2 separate regions of the Rattus norvegicus genome follow, and region 2 is linked to region 1. The links are chromatin contacts, called in public Hi-C maps. All regions are on one chromosome and are shown on one strand. The core of a region is the stretch at or near the end of the contact, and the rest is flanking DNA. Distances in the headings are between cores, read along the strand shown. Region 1 overlaps St3gal1 (ST3 beta-galactoside alpha-2,3-sialyltransferase 1). Region 2 holds the start of Zfat (zinc finger and AT hook domain containing).

Region 1 (3,378 bases), core at 490-2,989:
CACTCTGATGTCCCATATGAAACAGAAAAGACTTCAGGACATATTGATCAAAGAGCAGCTCTTGCTCCAGATGGAAGGAAAGTTTATTCTGAGGCAAATATAAATGAACATGGATAATGAACACAGACTCAGGTTACCCCCAAGTGATGTTTCCCCCATTTACTGGTAACATGGATGCTATAGTCACAGAATGAAAGAAAGTCATAAAAACAATTCATTTACCCAAAATTTCAGTGGGAACATCAGGTGGGCAAGTTACAGCAAAGAGGGTAGGTAGGCTACCTGTGCTATAGATTTCAGGGGTGATCTGATGACATGCTTAGTTTTAAAGTTGTTGAAAGCTAGTGGTGTTTTAATACGTACTATGGGTCTCACTTGAAGCTGAAAGACTGTTAGGTCAGAGCAGAGACAGTTGATGACTGGATAGTAAGAAGACTTAAAAATAATCTGTAGCATTTTTTTATGAGTCAGGGTCTTATATAGCCAAACTTGCTAAGTAACTAAGGATAACCTTGACCTTCTGTTCTTCCTGCCTCTACTTCCCCAGTGCTGAAGTTCTAGGTCTGCAACACCAGGCTTCACTTCTGCAGTGCTAGGGATTGAAGCCAGGATATGCTAAGTAAGCACCCTACCACCTAAGCTACACCTGCAACCTGGGGCCATATTTTCTCTCTGTCTACAACAGTTCAGCTACCCAAAATTACTGAGCACTAATCAGTCTGCTAAATAGTTAACAAAGGTGTGGCTTTTTTTCTGTGAATTTGAGTTCACAGCAAAAGGGTGACTGTGGGTAGAGTTATGGCTGTGACGTCATAGCTCTTATGACCACTCCAGAGGGAAGCCTGCCGTACCTCAGGGACTTCAGGTTTGTGTATGTTCTTCCTTGCTGGAAAACCTCATTCCTTGCCTCATCATGACTCAGTTGTCATCATCTTTTCTTCAAAGTTCAGTGCATGCCCATGTCCTGTCTTGTGGACATCACCCCTTCTCTTTCCATTTTTACCCCTGTCTTCAACCAGGCCTTTGGCATCTCCTACCCCCACCTTCCTTTGCATGTCATTGTCACCCTGGCCAGTCCTGAGTATCCCTGTGCTATTTAGGATTCTGGAGGAACAGAACTGGTGTTTCCTCTTCCCCCTTGTGAGCTCCTGCATGTACCAACTATAGCTTTTCTTTTCTAGAACTGAGGCAGGTGATGGACCAGGTAAATCTAGGCATTCCCAATGTATTAGAAAACGCAATTCAAAGCCAGGCTATGTCCCACTGCTCTCAGAGCCACAGGCTGACCCATCTGCTCAATCCATAAGCACAAAATTCAGAGTGCAGCTAGCTAAGTGGGTGAGAGTCAGGCAGGACTCCTACGTATCTGTCTTCCCTCTTCAGCCTCTTCAGGTCCCTGCCAACCTGTGACACCACCTCAGATCTACTCTTAGGGCAACAGAAACTGATCTCTATCTGTGGCCTTGAGGTCTTTTGACTTTGGGAACTTTCGTTCTTTCTGGATACTGGCCCACTTACATGTCTGCATGCCTCCCACTTTATTAAGCAAGCACACCCAAGTAGTTTTCAGCCCTTTCTGAAATCAATGGCTGGGTGAGGAGGAGGAAGAGGAAGGGAGAGTAACAGAGCCAGCCTGCGTGAAATCCATTTGGCAAGCCTTTGTGTTACATTCTACAGCGCGTCCAAGAGGCTGTTCGGGGAAGACACGTCACTATGTTGCTCAATGGTTTTTGTATAAACACTTTTTCTAAGCACTAAAACTACCCTCTGTGTTGAGAGTAATGGCCACTGGCGGGGGAGGGGGGGACAGGAAAGGGACCTTTAAGGCTGGAGACAGAGACTTGCTTTTGTCTTTGTCCATTAGAATAAAATCGCCCTCCTCCACTTAGTAGCCTCTGCAGATGGGCAGTGTATTCAATAGGGCCTTTAGGGGTCAGGGACTTTCTCTACCCCCAACTCCTTCAATCCTGTGCTTGAGTCAAGGAGAGTCAGTCTAAAAGTGTTCCAGGAATCATTACACTGCCTGGTGGTTGTGTAATATTCTAGCAAACAGTAGAACTTGGAAGTTTCCATCCCTCTATTGCTGCGTATCGGTCTGTCATGCACATCAATACATCTGATCGCCCTGGTTACTGACTGTACTCTGTGTTCCTGGGATGAGTTCCCAGGTCAAGTGGAGCGGCTTTGAGAATTTCTCCCACCTGTTTGCAATTGTGACCTTGCTGGGGAAGGAAGCCAGGAAGATTGGGAACAGGAGCTGGAAGATGATCCTAAGGGGCTGGGAGAAGGACAGGGCAAAAACCAAGGTGATCCCACAGCATGGTGGGATCATGTAACAGGCAAGTGGATCTTTTTTCTGCGGGGCTCAGTATCCAGGTCATGGAAGAACAGGAGCAAGGAGATGTCAAGCAAAGAAAAGGCAGGCCATGGGGTCAAGGGAGCTTGTTTCTGATATGATGAGGACCCATTCTCCAATCTTGCACTCATCAGAGGCTAGCATGTGGGCGGGGCAGGGTGTTTGCTAGCAGTTAATGAGATACACGGGAGCGTGACCCACTTGGGGTCATGTTGAGTTGTTAATAATCTACAGGGCAAAAATTAAACAAGCAATGGTTCTTGGTGCTTGCTCCAAGTGTCTTCTGGGCCTGCAGGCCATTCATACCTGGTGGTGGTACTTGCAAGAAATCGAGAATGCCTTTGGGCGGTGAGAGGTGGAAAGCCCATGTTCTGATTAAATTCAGGGGCTTCAGAGATTCCGGCATCCAGAGGAATCCAGATAGCCTTGGATCTTCTAAATGTCTGAAATCCACTAGAATTTAATAGCATAAGCCACATGTCACCAGCTATCCATGACTTGGATGTGGGAGTATGGGAGTGAGCCAGGGAAGGGAGGCACAGCAGGAGTCCTACACACACACACACACACACACACACACACACACACACGCACGCACACACACACACGGGCCCGGGGGGCGTTGAAAACTCTTGTTCTAGCAGCAAGAAAGTTCTTGCACTTTCTAGGCACAGCATGCTGCCCCAGGGATGGGCTTGCAATGGCAGGAAAGGAACTAGTGAAGAGGTCTCCTGAGAAATAGTGTGCCTAGAGTATGGCATGGTTGTACGAGGCAGCGATTCACAGTGCTCATCATAGGAAGCCCCTCCTCCTCGCTGCAGGATGGTCCCAACTCGATCACTCACATAATTCAGACCTGTACTGGATGAAAATACTGAAGAATTCTTGGGATGTTTATTTTGTGGTCCGAAAACAGTAACAACTGGCTATAAGGTGATGCCTGAAGCATTTCAACGAGAAATGCTTCGACAGGAACCCAGTTAGTGAGGAGAGAGGTGTTGCTGGGCCAATCTTGTCAGGGT
Region 2 (3,378 bases), core at 306-2,805, 1.2 Mb before region 1:
CAGCCCAGCACAAAACCAGTATTGTCAGCAACCAGGACAACTCTCATTTCCTGACAAACTATTGTAAATATCTCTAGTTCTAAAAAGGAAAGCACCCACACACAAAAAAATTGAAGCATTTTGGATAGTTTGGACAGCTCATTTTCAAAACAAAGAAGTTCATGTTCCCCATACCTCCCAGCTATCCACGTGGCAGAAGTTAGTGGAGGTGAACAACTCTATGGTTCTCCTCATGTTGTGTCTGTTGGGCAAAGTGGGTATCTGGTGGGTCATAGAAAGATGGGGCCACACACTTCATCAGCTGGCTGTGTGATCTCAAAAGAGCCATGCAACCCTCCTGAACACCTTTCCTTTGCTCACCTGTCCAATTCAATTAAATAAAGGCTATATTTTTAAGACATCCTTAACAGAAGAACGAAGAATTAGACCAGTCACCTTAAGGCTCACTGCCCAAAGGCACTTCAACATTAATAAAAAAAAAAAAAAACAAACAAAACAAAAAACCTGAACAAAATGAATGAGCTCATTCAGTATCATCACTATGCGATCTGTGTCGGTTAGGTAAAGACTAAAAGACCCAGGGGCCTTTGCTACAGGACTCTGTGCTCTGCAAACAGCTTAAGTGCACCTTAAAGTACAGAGGGAGTAACCACATGACCTTGACCTGTGAGGGTGCAGGGAGGAACCTAGGGCTGTGTGAAGAGCATTTCAAGTTACTACAGAAGGATTATTCCCACCATTTCACCAGCACTGTTAAAACAAACGAGTGTTCCCCAGACGCAGGTCATTTCTGTTCTGCTTCTTTTAAAATTATTTTTGTCTTGTTTCTGTACGTGTGGAGTTTTTTTTTCCCCCCCAATGGCTGATTTAAAAATCGATCTAAAAGATAGCCTTACCGGTACAAGTACGATTGTTATTATATACATATTTATTTGCCAACTCAAAACTCATTTCCAGTTTCGAATGTTCGAATGCTAAAGAGCTGACCAAAACAGGCAGGAATAATCGACTTCGACGTCGGTAGAAATATATTCTACTAAAGTTACGTGGGACAGGCACTTTCTACAGCGTGCGGAGAGGGCTCTAAGCTCCTAACATAAAAAATGGAAAGGTGGTTACTGAGCTTCCAAGAAATGATGTGTGAGGCACTCTCACCTCCAACCCGGCTCTTCCCATAGACAGGGAGAGGAGCTGCGAACTCACGTGAGACTGCGCACCCGGCTTACCTGTGCCAACTACACCTAGGCACCCCGATGTGCAACCCTGGAAAGAAACAACCCTGGAAAAGCTAGTGTGAAAAACGGTGCACTATCCTGCCCGCTTGCAGCTGTACCCCTACGTTGGGGGATCCAGGACAGTCCGGATCCTGACACGGACGTCCCAGGATCACAACGTCCTGACCCAGGAGTGGCTCAAAACAGCGCGGAGAACGCCGGGACGACAGGCCAGCATCCCTGACAGCCCCGAGCATGCGCACTGTGCCTTGCGTGCCGAGGGCGGTTCCCCACGGCGGACGTCGCTACGTAGGCGTAGGATCCCCGTGGGGAGGAGGGCGAAGACTCCATCCGCCATGTTGGATGCCGCAGATTCGCCATAACCTCTCCGGCTCTTTCCCTAAAAAAATAAAAATAAAGAGCGAAGTTTCCTCAGGGTGTCCGACCTTCTCGCTCGGCACGGGAGGGAGCCAGGAAGAGCCCGAGGCTTTTTTTTCCTCCGTCGTGGGGGCGTTGCCATGGAGACGCGGGCGGCAGGTGAGCCGGAATGGGGGTTGGGGTGCGACAGGGTGGGGGTGGGGCGCGGCGCCGCGCGGGAAACCGCTCGTGGTGTGCTGTGGGGAGGCCGCGCGCAGGCTCGGGGTGGCGGAGGGATCCGCGGACGGGCGGAGCGCCGACGTCGCAGCGTTCTGCGGACCACGTTCAGTAGCTGGCTTTATCCTGCCGCAGGAAAGAAAAAGAGGGAACCAGTGGAGAGCAAGCTTGGGGAGTACCCTGCGCGCCTTGCAAGCTATTTCCAGGGCTGTGGGCGGTGCCAGGGCGCCCGCCAGCGGCAAGCCGCGTAGTTCTGGTTGGATAGGTGTTCGAGTCCCGTTGCCTGCTGCTGTTTGTGTGAGCTTTGTCTGAATTAGCTTTTTGCTTAGTCACATTTCCCCCTCTGTAAAGTAGATGACATCTCCATTCCAGTTATCAGCCACGTGTTCATGGCAGGGCGTGTTTAAAGTTCAGCCTTCTCGGGTGACTCTGCCCCATGCACGTATAATTTACTTCTGTCTTTGGCCCAGTTCTGTAGAGCATTGTCCTCATGGGCTTGAGTGAAATGGCTCTGGGGCCACTTCTTCCAGGCAGCCCTTAGACTCTCTAGCCAGAAGCAGTTTTAGTTGGACTCATTGGAGGGGTGGACTTCCTATTTAACCCCTGGTTTCACTTAACCTTAAGCTTGTCACCCCTGGCCTGCGATCGATACCAATTTAGACTCTTGGACTTTGACTTCCAAGGGTCGCAGGCTGCTAATGTCTTCTGGTTGCTCTTAATTGTTCATTTACGGAGGAACCGAAAAGTTGAGAGGCAAGATTCCTAACAGAGGAGCCTTAAAGAAATCAGACTTCTTTCAGCTTGGAAAACAGTGTGAACTGCATGTTTGCTTGGCCATTGCTGCTGTCCGCTGGAATTTAGACAGGCTGTTAGTAGGGGCAACCTATATATTGAATGACAGAGTGGAGGAGCTGCTGATCATTCGTACAGGTCGATGTGGTTTCCTGCTGGAGCCTGTGTCCACAGGGAACAGAAAAACCGTGTTCCTGGGGCATACCCTCCGCTATTGCCCCTCTCCAGCTTGGGCTTTAGAACCTATCACTTTATCTGTGAAAACCTCTGGAATTAATGTTGGTGATACAGAGCGGGTATAGGTCAAGGGGACACAAAACAAGCCCGGAACATACGCTATTTTTCTGACAAGTGTCAGAAGGCTCATAGTTTGAACAAAGTGTACTTCTGTCAACTCATGGGCAGCTCATTTCTGGGAAATTTCTGGTTTTGGTGTTGGTTAACTTAGGAGAGGTAGAACAGTAGATAAAGAGATGGGAGGGCAGTAAACAAGCTGGGTGGTCATTGCCCCAGTTCTTGCTCTGTTCTGTGTTGGTCTCTCTTTCCTGGTATCTCTTGTTCGGGTGCAAAGGTTTCTGCTTCTTTCTCCTCATACCTTGGAGTGTACACAACAGCCTTTCAACTATGGCTGTTTTGAAGGAGAATTTAGTACTTCTCAGAGCAGGCCTGGTCAGAATTGGGTGTGTTACACTGTTTCTCCTACTTGCTTTTCCTTTTATTTATTTATTTATTTATTTTTTTCTTTTTTTTTTCGGAGCTGGGGACCGAACCCAGGGCC

What was found. Hi-C and Micro-C count contacts between places; a contact is called where the count stands out from the background.
Region 2: a Hi-C map of liver shows a contact between it and region 1, with 4 times the contacts expected there. The contact joins the promoter of Zfat here to the enhancer-like site in region 1. A contact is called at or near these places in 1 of 12 Hi-C or Micro-C datasets (liver) and 1 of 1 datasets of contacts at active chromatin or transcription factors (oligodendrocytes).

The regions. Positions count from the first base shown.
Region 1 is chr7:100,775,747-100,779,124 of GRCr8, reverse strand. The region is part of intron 2 of St3gal1 (ST3 beta-galactoside alpha-2,3-sialyltransferase 1); the gene reads left to right. Among named protein-coding and RNA genes, the nearest start is that of St3gal1, 25 kb to the left of the region's middle. Within about 2 kb of position 1,739, at least 14 of the 93 cell types and tissues checked have an H3K27ac peak or open chromatin away from gene starts, as enhancers often do. A contact at or near this core is called in liver, where this site is marked.
Region 2 is chr7:101,941,414-101,944,791 of GRCr8, reverse strand. Zfat (zinc finger and AT hook domain containing) reads left to right here and starts at 1,555. Exons shown (of 16, transcript NM_001414958.1): 1 at 1,555-1,751. The coding sequence starts at 1,733.